Regions from separate parts of the Gossypium raimondii genome. Here region 2 is linked to region 1. A link is a contact called in public Hi-C data. All regions are on one chromosome and are shown on one strand. Each heading gives the region's core, a stretch centred on a gene start, on an enhancer-like site or on the middle of the called end of the contact. The rest is flanking DNA. Distances are from core to core; before and after follow the strand shown. Region 1 holds the start of LOC105762053. Region 2 holds the start of LOC105763524 (calmodulin-binding transcription activator 3).

Region 1 (6,908 bases), core at 1,522-4,021:
ATGAAAGACTGTCCTAAGGCGCGTGAAATCCTTGTTGCTGGGGGTTTAAATAACAGTCTGCTCGACAAGAACTACAATAATTGTATCGACTGGCTTGAGGATGTTTTTCGGGAGCTTGACAAAAAAGCTACTGCTGATTTTGTAACTCTGCTTTGGAACAGTTGGAATGACAGGAATAATATGGTGTTTAAAGAGAAGATGGATGCTGCGAAAATGATTTGGGAAAGGGCGCAAATGTTAAGCAAAGATTTCAGAATTTTCAATCTTACTGAGCCTGCGGTCTTTTCAAATAATCCGGTGAATAAGAATTGGAAAAAACCCCTGTTGGTAGTATTAAAGTTAATGTGGATGCTACTGTTTTAAATAGGTACAGAGGAGTGGGACCGGTCGCGAGAGATCACGATGGATTTGTGATAGGGGGCTGCTATAATTTCAAGGAAAAGGCTATGGATGTTATATGGGCAGAGTTGGATGCGTTTAAAGAAGGTCTAAAGCTGGCTAAACGGTTAAAGGTTGGCAGATTAATTGTGGAGTCAGACAGTGCAACGCTGGTCAACGCGGTCAAAAAAAGAAGGATAGATATTTCTATTTTTGGCCAGTGCGTTAAAAAAGAATGTGACGCATTTAGCAAATTTGAATCGGTCTAAGTAACTTGGATTAATCATAATAGCAACTACGCAGCAGATTCTTTGTGTAAATTAGCTATTAGGAATAAAAATGATTTGTATTTCGATATGGAGTATCCGTTGAATATCCATAACATTATTATTAATGATGCTATTAATTGAGTTTTGACCTTTTGGGTCGCTTTTGTTCAAAAAAAAAGAATGTCGCCTGGTAGCGTTTGTGTGTTTGCCTTATTCGCTATGAATATTATGGCAGTTTTGAGGGCTAGATTGTGTGTTTTCATTTTGCTGTAGTTTCTTTGTTTCCTTGATTCCTGTTCTCTCAATGGTTAGCCTACCTCGATTGCGTTCGGTGTCAGACGGTGTTGTGATTGCTGGAAAAGACGTTTATGTGCAGGGCTCGTCAGTCGGTACCTGCGGTGTTCGGTTGTTTCTTTCACCTTTTTTGAACTTTCTTCTTTTACCCGGTGGAGTCTGACTTTCCTTCATGTGGTTTTTTTGTTGTTTGCATGGCTTTGCATGTTTTTCTTGTTGCTTTTGTGAGATAGGTTTGGTGGCCTCTGTGGCCCCCACGGTGGTTTTCTTTTTTCTTTTTGTTTTCTTTTTCTCTTTCCTTTCAATACGTCTTTTTTACGCTGCTTTGAGTTGTTGTTTTTTTTAGTTTTTTTAGTTTTTTCTCTTTCTTTTCGATTGGTTGCTTGCTTTCTTGCACGCAAACTTTGTTTTCGTCTTTTGTTACTCTTGTTTTTGTGTTTTTCTGTATTTTTGTTTGGAAATTTTTTCTTCAGTTCCCTGATCTTTCATCCTGTTTCCCGCTACGTGAGTTAGACTTGTAATCTTGCTCCTCAGGTTTGTTTCTTTCTATTTTTCTCGTTCCCTGGAGTTTTCTTGGGGCCTGACGTTGCTTGCGGTGTGGTGTTTTTTGATTTCTCACCCTGTGTTGAGGGTTTTTGGGTTTTGGTGTGTATCTTCCCCCGTTTTCCTTTGAGTTTTTGTCTTGGAAGATTCTTGAGGTCATCTTTTGATAGAAAGATCGGACTTTGACGTCAAATCAATGACGGAGGAGATAAATGACCTCTTGGAAAGGTTAAAATTTTCAGAAGAGGAGTCCACACAAGTTATTAGTAAAAATGATGTTTAAAATGCGCGGGGTTTTGAATCTAGGGCAGTTGGCAAGATAATAGCGACAGAGACTCCGAATACGGAGGCTATGTATAGGGTTTTCAAGTTGCTGTGGTACACCAAAGAAGAAGTGGATTTTTTCGCGTTAAAGGAAGGGGTGGTGATTGTAAAGTTCAGGTGTCAGGAGGACCGTAGCCGCATCTTAAACCTCACACCTTTGCTGTTTGATAGGTGCTTATTCTCAATGCTACCGTTTGAGAAAGGAAAAGGCTTTGACTCGTACAAGTTTTGGTGGTCACCTTTCTGGCTTAGGATCTATAACATCCCATTAGAACTGTTGGATTGCTAGATGGTTTTGGATGTTGGAAATGCTTTGGGCGAACTGGTGGCAATCGACTGGAGGGATCGTAATAGAGGGTGGACTGAATTTGTCAGTATCAAAGTCAAGATAAATGTCTTAAAACCTCTAAGAAGAGTGGTGAAATTGTTGGATAGAGAAGGGACGGAAGTGATAGGGGTGATAAAGTATGAAAGGCTTCCGAATTTTTGCTATGTTTACGGGTTGATAGGACATTCGAGCAAGATATGTAAGCATAATAAGGAGGTTTCAGAACTAAATGAGTCAAACCTACAGTATGGTAGTTGGATGAGGGCTCCGCTTGTTAATCCAATCCAAGATAGAAATATTAGAAGGAATGGGGTGGAACTAATGAAATCAAAGGATCAAATGAATGCTGATAAAGAGGGGAGCCAGTCGAACTCGAGAGGGGAGAGTGAGTAGATGGGATAGAAAGGAAAGGAAAGGCTTGGGGAAGAGGAGTCAATGTCTACTTCCTCTGTGGAAAAACAGAGCCATAAAGCTATGAGGGACGGATTGGGACGTTTTAAGAGTAAACGAAGGAGGAAAAGGGGCTTGGAGGGAGAAAATGGGGAGGAAAGCCTGGCAAAGTTGGTTAAAAGGAGGCTGTTAGAAAACGTTTCACCTTTCAAGGCGGTGGCTGGAGACCAGCCCCGCCAAGAGCAATGAAAATCTTTAGTTGGAACTGTCGGAGGGTTGGAAACCCCGCGACAGTTCGTGAGTTAAAGCAACTTCTCGTTGCGAATGCTCATGATATTGTATTCTTGTGTGAAACAAAAATCCACTCTAACGAGTTTTCTCACATTCGGGCCATGTGTAGGATGGAGGGGTGCTTAGCTATAAGCTCAGAAAGAAAGAGTGGGGGCATGGTGCTGATGTGGAGGGAAGGAGTGAGAGTCACAATCCAGAATTACTCAAGATGTCACATTGATTCGGTGGTCTGGATAGAGGACGGGGAGAAATTTAGGTTCACTGGCTTTTATGGGCAATCGGAGCCAAGTTTAAGACACCAGGCGTGGGATATGCTGAGAAGAGTTAAGAGCACGGTCAATGAAGGCTGGATCGTGAGAGGTGATTTTAATGCCATCTTGAATGACTCGGAGAAAAAAGGGGGTCGTAGAAAACCTAGGGCTTTGATGGACGAGTTTGGAGATATTTTGGAGGAGTTATGTTTGACGGATGTGAAAACAGGTAATGGCTGGTTCACTTGGACAAATAATAGAGATGGAAACAGACTGGTAAAAGAAAGGCTGGATAGATTTGTTATTTCGAATGTAATCATGGAGAGAATGCCGTTACTTGCATCCTATGTTGTGCGCCAATCCAAATCCGACCATGAAGCCATCTTAATGGGCTTGCACGGAAGTAGGCCAAAAGTGAAGGGTAACGACCCGAGGGTTTGTTTTAGGTATGACCGTTGTTGGGCTAAGGAGCGGGAGGCTAGGGATATTATTTCTAACATTTGGTCCAACGAGGAGACAAACTTGCTGGAAAAAATGGATCTGATCCGGGAGAGGTTGGGACCTTGGCAATATCAACGTTATAAAAGGATGAAGCAGAAAATTAAAAGCCTGGAGAAGGATATCGGTTGACTCATGGATGGGCACATTAACGAGAGATCTACAAACTTGCTTAAGGAAACCCGGTGCAAGCTGGGCCAGTTATATGATACGGAAGAAAAGTATTGGGGGACTAGGTTGAGATCGCAGTGGTTCAGGGAAGGGGACAGAAATACGCGTTATTTTCACGTGCGGGCTTCGGGCCGCCGTAAGAAAAACAACATTGATAGGATTAAAGATGCGTATGGAAATTGGCACATTGAAAATAAGGAGATCTGCCATATTGCGTGGGATTATTTCAATGAGTTGTTTAAGACATCTATTGACTCGTTGGATGAGAGTGACGTGCATGTTATTCCCGAGTGCATTAACGATGACATGAATAGGAGGCTGACAGAGGAGTTCTCAAAAGAGGAAATTTTGAGGGCTTTCAATCAGATGGACCCCCGTAAGGTTCCTGGGATTGGTGGGCTGTTGGGGAGTTTTTACAAAGAGCATTGGACTACGGTGGGCGAGGAGGTTCTGCGTCTGTGCCAAGATATTCTTCATGGCCACAGAAGCATTGAGTGTATAAATGAAACGCTAATTGTGTTGATCCCTAAAATAAAAAATCCATGTGTTATGGCTAACTTTCGGCCTATTAGTCTGTGCAGGGTTATATACAAGATTGTTTCAAAGGCTCTCGCTAATAGGCTTAAAGAGGTTCTGCCCCTGTGCATCAGCCAGAATCAAAGTGCCTTTGTCCCCAACAGAATGATCCATGACAACATCTTTGTGGCTCATGAGCTCATGCACTATCTCGGTAGCTCCAAGAATGGTCTTAACAAGGGATGTGTGGTCAAGCTCGATATGAGCAAAGCCTACGACCGTGTGGATTGGAGTTTCCTGCAGAGAGTGTTGATTAAAATGGGTTTTTCTAATGTATAGGTTAACAAAATCATGGAGTGTGTGTGCTCTGTTCGTTACAGAGTTAAATGCAATTCCAATATTTCTAATATCATTTTTCCGGAAAGAGGACTCCGGCAAGGGGACCCTTTATCCCTGTACTTATTTCTTTTCTGTATGGAAGCCTTGTCTCGCATGTTGCTCCATGCCCAAGAGACAAATAAGATTAAGGGTATCCGGGTTAGCAAGGACGGCCCGAGAATCAACCACCTTGCTGATGATGCTTTATTGTTTGTCAGGAATAAACAGAGCGAGGTGGAGGCTATCACTAAGATCATTGAGTCTTTTGAAAAAATGTCTGGCCAAAATATTAACATGGAGAAGTCAATGATTTATTTCAGTCCCAGTACCCCCGGTCCTCAACGCTTAAGTTTAAGTAGTATGCTTAAGGTGAAGGTGGTGAATAACCTGGATGCGTATCTGGGGCTGCCCATTCTGATTAGCAAAAGGATGTCTGGCCAAAATATTAACATGGAGAAGTCGATGATTTATTTCAGTCCCAGTACCCCCGGTCCAAAAACGCTTAAGTTTAAGTAGTATGCTTAAGGTGAAGGTGGTGAATAACCTGGACGCGTATCTGGGGCTACCCATTCTGATTAGCAAAAAGAAGTCAACGGCTTTTCAGGGTATCTTAGATCGAATGGCCAACAGAATAAATAGCTGGTTAAAGAGGTTACTATCGTACGGTGGCAAAGAGGTCTTTATCAAGTCTGTCCTACAGTCGATTCCTACTTATGCTTTTTCGGTGTTCTTTGTTCCCGAGGGCATCCTTAAGAAGATCCAAACTATGATAAGCCACATGTGGTGGGGTGGCGGGGAAAAGTCTAGAGGGTGGTATTGTCTGTCTTAGGATCGGGTTTGCTTCTCGAAAGGTATAGGGGCCTAGGTTTCAGGGATCTTAGGCGGTTCAATGTGGCTTTATTAGGTAGACAAGTGTGGAAGCTGTCTAGTTGCAAAGATACATTATGTTTCAGAGTTTTGAGTGTGAAATATTTCCCGGATGGTAATGTATTTTGCCCCAAGAGAGTTGACAAGCCATCTTTTATGTGGAAGCGTATTGCCAAGGTCGCTAGTTTACTGTACGAGGGTTTCGGGTGGAATGTGGGCAACGGCAGAAGGATAAATATACGTCAGGAGAACTGGGGTGTTAAAGGGCTCTCTGGTGACTCTATTCGTCTGAACAGAAAGGAGGTGCCCGGGACTAAGGTTTGTGAGCTTATTGATGAAACTAATGATGGTTGGATGGAGCAGAGAGTTATGGAGATCTACGGTGATTACATGGGGGACCAAATCTACAAAATCCCCATTCTTTATAATGGTCCTGACGATTACCGTATATGGTTTCATAGTCCTCTGAGGTCTTACTCCACTAAATCTGCGTATTCTTGGATGACTCTTAAGCACGTGGGCTTTGGTCCCCATCGGTTCTTTTGGAGGCTTGTCTGGAATCTGCATACCTTGCCAAAGATTAAGATTTTTTGCTGGCGTATTGGCCATGACATTCTGCCTACATATGAAAATATCTCTAAAATCAGGAAGGAGTTCAGTTGTTTATGCCTGAGATGTGGGAGCGAGGAGGAGACCCTCATGCATGCGTTGAAAGATTGTCCGAGAGCTAAGGCGGTCTTGATTCACGGGGGTTTTGATAATGCTCTTTTGAATGGCAGTTACTGGAGGTGAGTGGACTGGATAGAAGATGTGGCCCGTTCGTTGGACAAGAAGGCTCTTTTGGATTTTGTTACGGTACTCTGGAATATTTGGAATAGTAGGAACAATAAAGTGTTTAGAAATACGGAGGAAGATGCAAAGGCAACTTAGGATAGAGCTGCTACGTTGAATAGGGATTTTTGCATCTTTAACTTTATGGAGAGACCGATGATTCCCAAGCCTGTCGAGGAGAAAGGGTGGCAAAAACCTAGACCTAGGGTGGTTAAAATAAACTTTGATGCTGCGGTTGCTAGGAGAAGGATGAACTTCGGGATTGTGGTCAGGGATCATGATGGCTTTGTGCTTAGGGGGCGCGCGAGTGTTTTGGAGAATAACGTTGGTGCTGAATGGGCCGAGCTGCAGGCGTTGGCTGAAAGCTTGGAGCTGGCGCGGGAGAAAAGATGGCTCAAGTTGGAGCTGGAATCTGATTGTGTGAATCTAGTAAATCAACTAAAAAGGCGTGCGTTGACTTTTCAACCTATGGCTTATGCATTCGGCAGATTCTAAATTCTTTTGATTGTTTTTATCGTTGTATGGACCCCCCAATGTTGTAATAAATAAGCAGACAAACTTTGTAAATGGGCCTTTAAA
Region 2 (6,908 bases), core at 1,247-3,746, 220 kb after region 1:
CCTTCAACTCTCAGTGTCTCCATCACCTAAGTTTAGACTATCAACTCCAAAGTAGAGGAAGAATTTTTTTGTAAATCACATCTAACTATTATTTCATTGAGTGAAATAAACCAAGTATAACTAAAGCAAAATTTAATTATTGAAATAGAAAATGTAATGCACACACAATAATGTCAAAACAATGACCGCCACATGGCCCATAAACATATAAAGACTCACTCTTCAAGCATCCAATAACTGCGTCTTTGAAAATTTTCATTTTCTTCTCCATGAGCATAGTAGCAATGCAGAACATCAATGCTTCCTGCCTGAAAATATCAACATCTGTCCAATGGTTTTCACTTGAAGCAAAGAAAACTTCATACAAAATGTGTTCTTTCTTACCACAAAAGAATTCAACATAGACAACAAGATGACACTGACTCTTACCTTGAGTCTCTCATGAGCTTCCTTCACTGTCTTCCCATCCTTTTTCTTCCTCCAGTTATGTCCATCCTTTCTAAAGTATCTCAGTACCTTTCGATCAAAAAGAAAAAGTGAACCACCTGAAAACAGAAACAGTTGGATAATTAAATTTGGGATGTTAGCATAGTTTAAATATCAAAACGACATTCAATCCAATTTGGGATGTTAGCATATTTTAAATATCAAAACAGCCACTAACTGAATTCAGGATGTTAGCATATTTTAAGTATCAAAACAACCATTAATTACTAGTAGCAAACTTGTTCTGCTCATTATTGTAGAGGATGAATCTAACCCAAAATAAGTACTCTAAAAAATGCACCAAGACAAGCACTGGACTGTGTGATTTTGTAATCAATAATCAGCAAGTTATCCATCAACCAAGGGGCTAAATTAATAACCCAGAATAATAGAAAAATAAGATATCAGCAGATTTTAGGAAAAAGTAAGATATTTAAATTTAGATGTCAAGTTAATGATGTAATTTGACCCGCCATGGAATCAGAGGACTGAACACACACACACACACACACACACAAAAAAAAACAGAGAGAGAGAAGAATGGCATTATGAGAAAATAAGAAACAATATAGTAACATGGTTTGTTTGAGAACATTTTAACTATAGTATTTACATCATAAATGATTTTCTATCTGAAGCACAATCCAAATACAATTCCATTACCTAGGAAAAGGATTAAAAGAATTGAAAGACAGCACATTGACGTGGAATATTTGAGAAAAGAAAGCTGCAATCCCACAAGGGAAAGATATTGAGCAGATATTCAAAGAAGCAAATGATAATATTATCCTAAATGGCAGGAGAAATAGAACTTCAGAATCAAAAGAGCAATATTTTCATGATGTCAAGATAATTATCAACCTATCATCATCTAACAGCATGAACCATTACAATGCAATTAAAAGATCATACTTGGTGGCATATGTGCTGGTTCGGAAGAAATGTGGAATTTCTTATAATTTCTAAGAATTTCACATATTTCAGCTGGTCTTAACCACCTGTGCTGCGCTTCCAGGAGTATTTGATCAATATCTGCACCAAACAAGATGAGAGAGTTCGCTCAAATCTATGTACATAACTTAATATCAAAAAGTAAAAAACCACCAAATTACTCAAACCCTCACATTAACTTCGTAATAAAAAAGATTCTTGATTAATACACAGTTTTGTGTACCAAAGAAGAAGAAAGTCAAAACAGCTTCATTTGCCTTTTAATTCTGACCCTAAGTCTCTCTCTTTTCAACAAAATTAATACCCCCTCTGCTTAACCATTTCTCTTCTTCCGCATAAAAGAACCCGAATGAGAAGCCATAGTCTCGAACAAATTAATTTAAAACCCACCACAGAAACTAAAGTATAAGCAAGAGCACTACATTTTAGTAAACTAAACCATTAAAAAAAGGGAGTTAAAACAAGCAAATTTCAACATTCACTAGAAACCCAAATAAAAGATGATGTAAAAAACTAGGGGGACCGGTGGGGGGGGGGGAATGAAAAGAATATTGAAGAGCCAATTATATAGGTACCGAGTTGATTAGTAAGGACATAGCGCCTAGACTCTGCCATAATCTTGGCTTTCTTTCTTCTTTTTCTCTGTTCAACTCTCTCTCTCTCTTACCTCAAAATATAAAACCCTTGAGAAAAAGCTCCTTTCCAAGTACAGAAGTTATACTCATTTTAGGATCTGTTAAAAGCCCAAAACAAAACAAAAAAAGAACGCGGTTTATCGAGAAAAGAGAAAGTGGGTGACCGAAGGTAACGCGCCCTTGCTATGTAAGTTTTAATCTTGTTTGTAAAGAAGAATTTTCAAATACAGAAAATTTATATATACATATTTACAAGAGAAAGAGAGAGGAAATCGCCGAGGAAATGGATGGAAGAAGGATTATCACTATCACCCAGGATTCAACGTCGTAGACTTTCTTCGCTCCACTTTTTGACCACCCTTCTTACTTATTGAAACAATCTGCCTCTGCCATTCTCTTTTATCATTTTCCCCAACTTAACTAAACTTTTCTTTTGGTGACAAGGGTACATAAACTATCTTTTATCTATTTTACACTAATTTATAATTTACCCATTAAATATCATCATTGGAAGTTTAAAATATATTTTTAAATTTTTTTTCTTCTACATTATTTTTCTCTTTATTTATTTTTTTCTTTTCTTTTCCATTTTCTTTCTTCTTCCTTTTAATATTTGTCAAATACTAACAATATTTATACCGAAAATAAAATACTATTCAAAATTCACTCGCTCGAAATCAAGACACTAGCCATTAATTATATTTTCAAATTTTACTGCATGCTTGTTGAACCTGGCCAAATTTAAAAAGTTCTTTTATTAATCAAAATTAGTGTTTTTAAAAACCGAACAGATCCATTGGACAAGAAACTGACTGGAATATCAATCCAGAGATAAAAATTGGCTTGGTAACTTTTCGTTTTGAGGTTTTCATACTTGGGATTGAATATTAATTATATGCTGAAATTGGATTGAGCATGTCACTTGGCTAAATTAATAATCGGGGACTTTATTCGTTTTTCCGCTATAAGCCAGATAAACAAAAATGTTTTTCTTTAAAGGCAATGTCGTGCAATGAATTTTTTCTAAAAACCACGCCAATTTTGCTAACTTGACTTAATAAAGGATGGTTTAATTAGATGAACGTTTTCCCAAAATTAACAAAGGCAACCGCGATTTTATTAAAAGTTAGTGTTTTGGAGGTTTTCAACTATCAACAGAGTAAGTTTGACGACTAGGTGTCCAATGTGACTTTCACGATCTGGCCATAACATTTAAGCGGGGTTTGGGAGGTTACATTTAGTGGTATTAGAGCCAGGTTCATAAACTCAGCTTGAGGTTTTAATGGATCTATATGCATTCATTGAAAACAAAAGGGTATTCTTTGGAATCTTGGGTACCCCATGGCGACAAAATTAATAATAAAAAATAATTTTGATCAACCCATGGATCCATGTGCGAGGAATGGATCGGGGTGAAATAATGGTTTTGAAATTACCGTAATTTCAATCTGAGTAGACAGTGACGCCTCGGCAATGAGAACTCTGATATACTATCGAACCAAGCTGCAACCTTTTATGATTCCGACCTCTACGTAATCCCCCCAGTTTGACAATGAACAGAAGAAAATCTCCAAAACTGTTTTGGAGAAAACTTTGCTTGAGGGCTGCTAGACCTCACAAGTAAAAATACGTAATCTTTTTTTTAGGGTTTTTTTAATTAGTATATATATTTTTTTATCCGAACATAATAATCATAATTAAAATAAATAATACAATAATTTTTTAACCGAAAATTATAACTACATTAATTATAACAAAGATTTCAGTAAACTATATTTATTTAAATTTATATACGAACCAAATTCATATATATTAATAGAACTGTGTTCTCATTATGTGTACAACATTCTTGTACATATAATATGTTCGATATTTGATTGCCCAATTAAATTAATTCTATAATTAATTTAATTCATGTGACAACCAAACACAATACCAACTATGTTTTATTCCGTTCATTTCAACCATAGGGTGTGACCCTGTAGGTTCTTATAACGTTAGCAGTAATATTAGAACGATTCTAATGTTATGAACAATGAGTGGCATCTAGCAATGCATTATTGCTATCTAAGTTACAAAAAGTCATGATTCGACATAACCTTTTGTGATTAACCTTTCATGCATTAATCCTTAAGCCCTTTTATCTTTGGAATGGACACAAGTCATGGAATAGTCACACTTGCATAGTCCATCCCATGTTCCTTGATATCTTGGTAGACTATGATATACAAATAAGTATGACATCTCATATCAACTTATTTGAGCATGGCCATGCATTTCTAGTCTCACTTAATCAAGTGGCCTAAGATATTACTCCCATTATGTAGGAGGGACTTATCCTATATTGATCAACCATATCCCTCTACATAGATTGTGGTATATCCAACATCAACCTTTATAGAACAACCAATTATGGTATACGTTTGACTATATCAAAATATGCAACTCACGATGTTGGGATAATGATGATCTCAAGTCTAAGGATCATACATATATTAATCACTGTGAGTAATGTTGTGACAATTACATAATAATCCAAGAAACATACCCATAGCAGGTCAGTCCAATATGTTGTTCTCTAACACACATATTCATGCATTGATTTTGACACTCTTTATCATCAATCAACTACATATTAGCCTTAATGCATTATTATTGTCCTAGCCAACAATAATATTTGACTAAGGACCTTTTCAGAATATTCATATTATTCTCATGACATTATTATAAAAATAGTTTATTTATACACACAGAAAAGAAACTGAAATAATAATGGTAACGCCTTATATTAATAAACATGATATATCAAGTATGTTATTACAACCATCTCATGATTGATCTTTGGGCATACTCTTACAGTATTATGGGAAATACAAGCCACGAAAAATCTTGAAAATGATATTATACAAAGAAAAGTAGGTCCGAGACTTCGATGTCGGTTGCCATAGAAAATCTATTGTTAAATTATAGGTAAAACACTAAATGTTTATTATTGTAGGCATAGAACCAAAATATCTAGTATTTATATTATCTTTGAAAGTGTAATATAGGAAACTGAAAACTGACTAAAGGTAGCCAGTGATTATTTTTTTGAAATTTTAGATCAAACTTAAGATTGTAGGATATGTAATGAACAACCGATGAATGAACAACTGCGGGGCTCAACGTTGAGCTACCTAGGTTAAGTTATTTTTCCTCAAGGAATTGTGCCTAACCTTGAAATAAATGAGACCGTAATTGTGCCTACTTATGAAGGCGGAAACCAGGAGGTTGGGGATGATGTAGTGTCCTAAACGATGCTAGGAGTTTTTGAAAAGGTTTTCAAGATTATGATTGAGAGGACTAAGATGGAGGAAGAGCGTAAACGCTTGAAGTGCAAGGGAGAGGAAAAGAATAAAATTCAAAATAAGAGAGAGCCTGGTTATACTGATCCAAATCCACGATCTTTAAAGTGGGCTAGAGAAGCTAGACCCCAACGAAATATTGTAGTGGTTATTACTGGAGGAATTGTTGGATCAACTAGGGTTTTGATTTGTAGATACTAAGATAAGCGCCATTCAGGCGAATGTTGGGAAAGAATGCTCCTCGCCAAGTAAACAGATGCAACTCCGGCACAAAATCAGAGGGTTAGTCAGTTTCCTCCAAAGGGTCCAATTAGAATTGAAGTTAGACAACTAGCACTGGTTTACGCAGCTAGGCATCACAAGGACCAAGACACATCTGACGTCAATGTAGGAACATTTACTAAATCGTACTTCACATCGATTAATTCTGACTTCACTTGTTTGTTCAATGTTAGTAGAGTTTTTAATAAATTTGGAATCAGGGTAGAGGAATCCAATAGTAAAATTTATGCAATTAGATCTTAAAGAGATATTCGTTGGTTTTAAGAGAAACATGTCTGGAATTGTATTAGAAATTAGAGTTGCGCAACGAAAGTGTGGCAACTCAGTTTAAATAGAGGAGTATAGGATTTCGTGACTAAGAAAAATTTCGAGGACGAAATTTCTTTAAGGAGTGGAGAATTGTAACATCCCAAAAATAGGGGGTTAGTAGAATCGAGTTTGTGAATCGAGAGAGAGAGTGGTCATTCCCTAATTTTTTAGATTATCTGTGTGTTTTTATGAAATATGTGAGGTATTGGTTTGTTGGATAAGTGTTAGTGAAATATTCCTTAAAACCCAAGTCAAATCCCTTCTCTTGCACCATTTTCATTATTTTGTAAATTTTGCATCAAATCCTAATATGTGACACACCTTATTTTTAAAATAAATACCACAAAATTATTTCAAGAATGAGAAAATAGCCTAGTGGTTAAAAGAAATATGAGAAAGCAGGAAAATTAAATTAATGTCCTAAGTTTGAATATTTTCCCTTACAAAATAATTAAATTTTGCAAAATCCTGTGTTGTTTTTTTGTGTATGCCGTCCATACCCTCTTAGACCTAGGTGTATATATTATTTTTTGCCTTTTAGTCTCATTCTTCCCACCCTAGCTGTCCCTATCCTTCTCATCTCCTCTTCTCTTTCAATTTTTTTCTCTCTTTCTCCATTTTTGCACCGCCCATAACTTTTAATTTATCATCTTTTTCTTTTCTTTTTGCACCAAGATCTTGGACCATCTCCCCCACCACCTTGCTTTCATTTTTCCCTAATATATTCAGCCCCAAATCTAAAATCTTGGACCTCTAAGATCGATTCCTATCGTTGCCAAGAAGTGCCATTGCCGCCATTAGTATCTAGCTTGTGTAAAATCTCATTTTCTCTCAATTTATTGATAAATCTTGTTAAATAAAACCTAAATTTCAAAATATTGAATTTGGGGTATTTTTAAAG

Evidence for each region. Hi-C and Micro-C count contacts between places; a contact is called where the count stands out from the background.
Region 2: a contact with region 1 is called in a Hi-C map of leaf, with 2.6 times the contacts expected there. The contact joins the promoter of LOC105763524 here to the promoter of LOC105762053 in region 1. A contact is called at or near these places in 2 of 2 Hi-C or Micro-C datasets (both in leaf).

The regions. Positions count from the first base shown.
Region 1 is chr12:21,147,475-21,154,382 of ASM2569854v1, forward strand. It overlaps LOC105762053, which reads left to right and starts at 2,772. Exons shown (of 1, transcript XM_012579973.1): 1 at 2,772-3,698. The coding sequence starts at 2,772. The coding sequence ends at 3,698.
Region 2 is chr12:21,367,043-21,373,950 of ASM2569854v1, forward strand. It overlaps LOC105763524 (calmodulin-binding transcription activator 3), which reads right to left and starts at 2,497. Exons shown (of 13, transcript XM_052624808.1): 1 at 2,385-2,497; 2 at 1,399-1,518; 3 at 430-545; 4 at 220-308. The coding sequence starts at 1,408.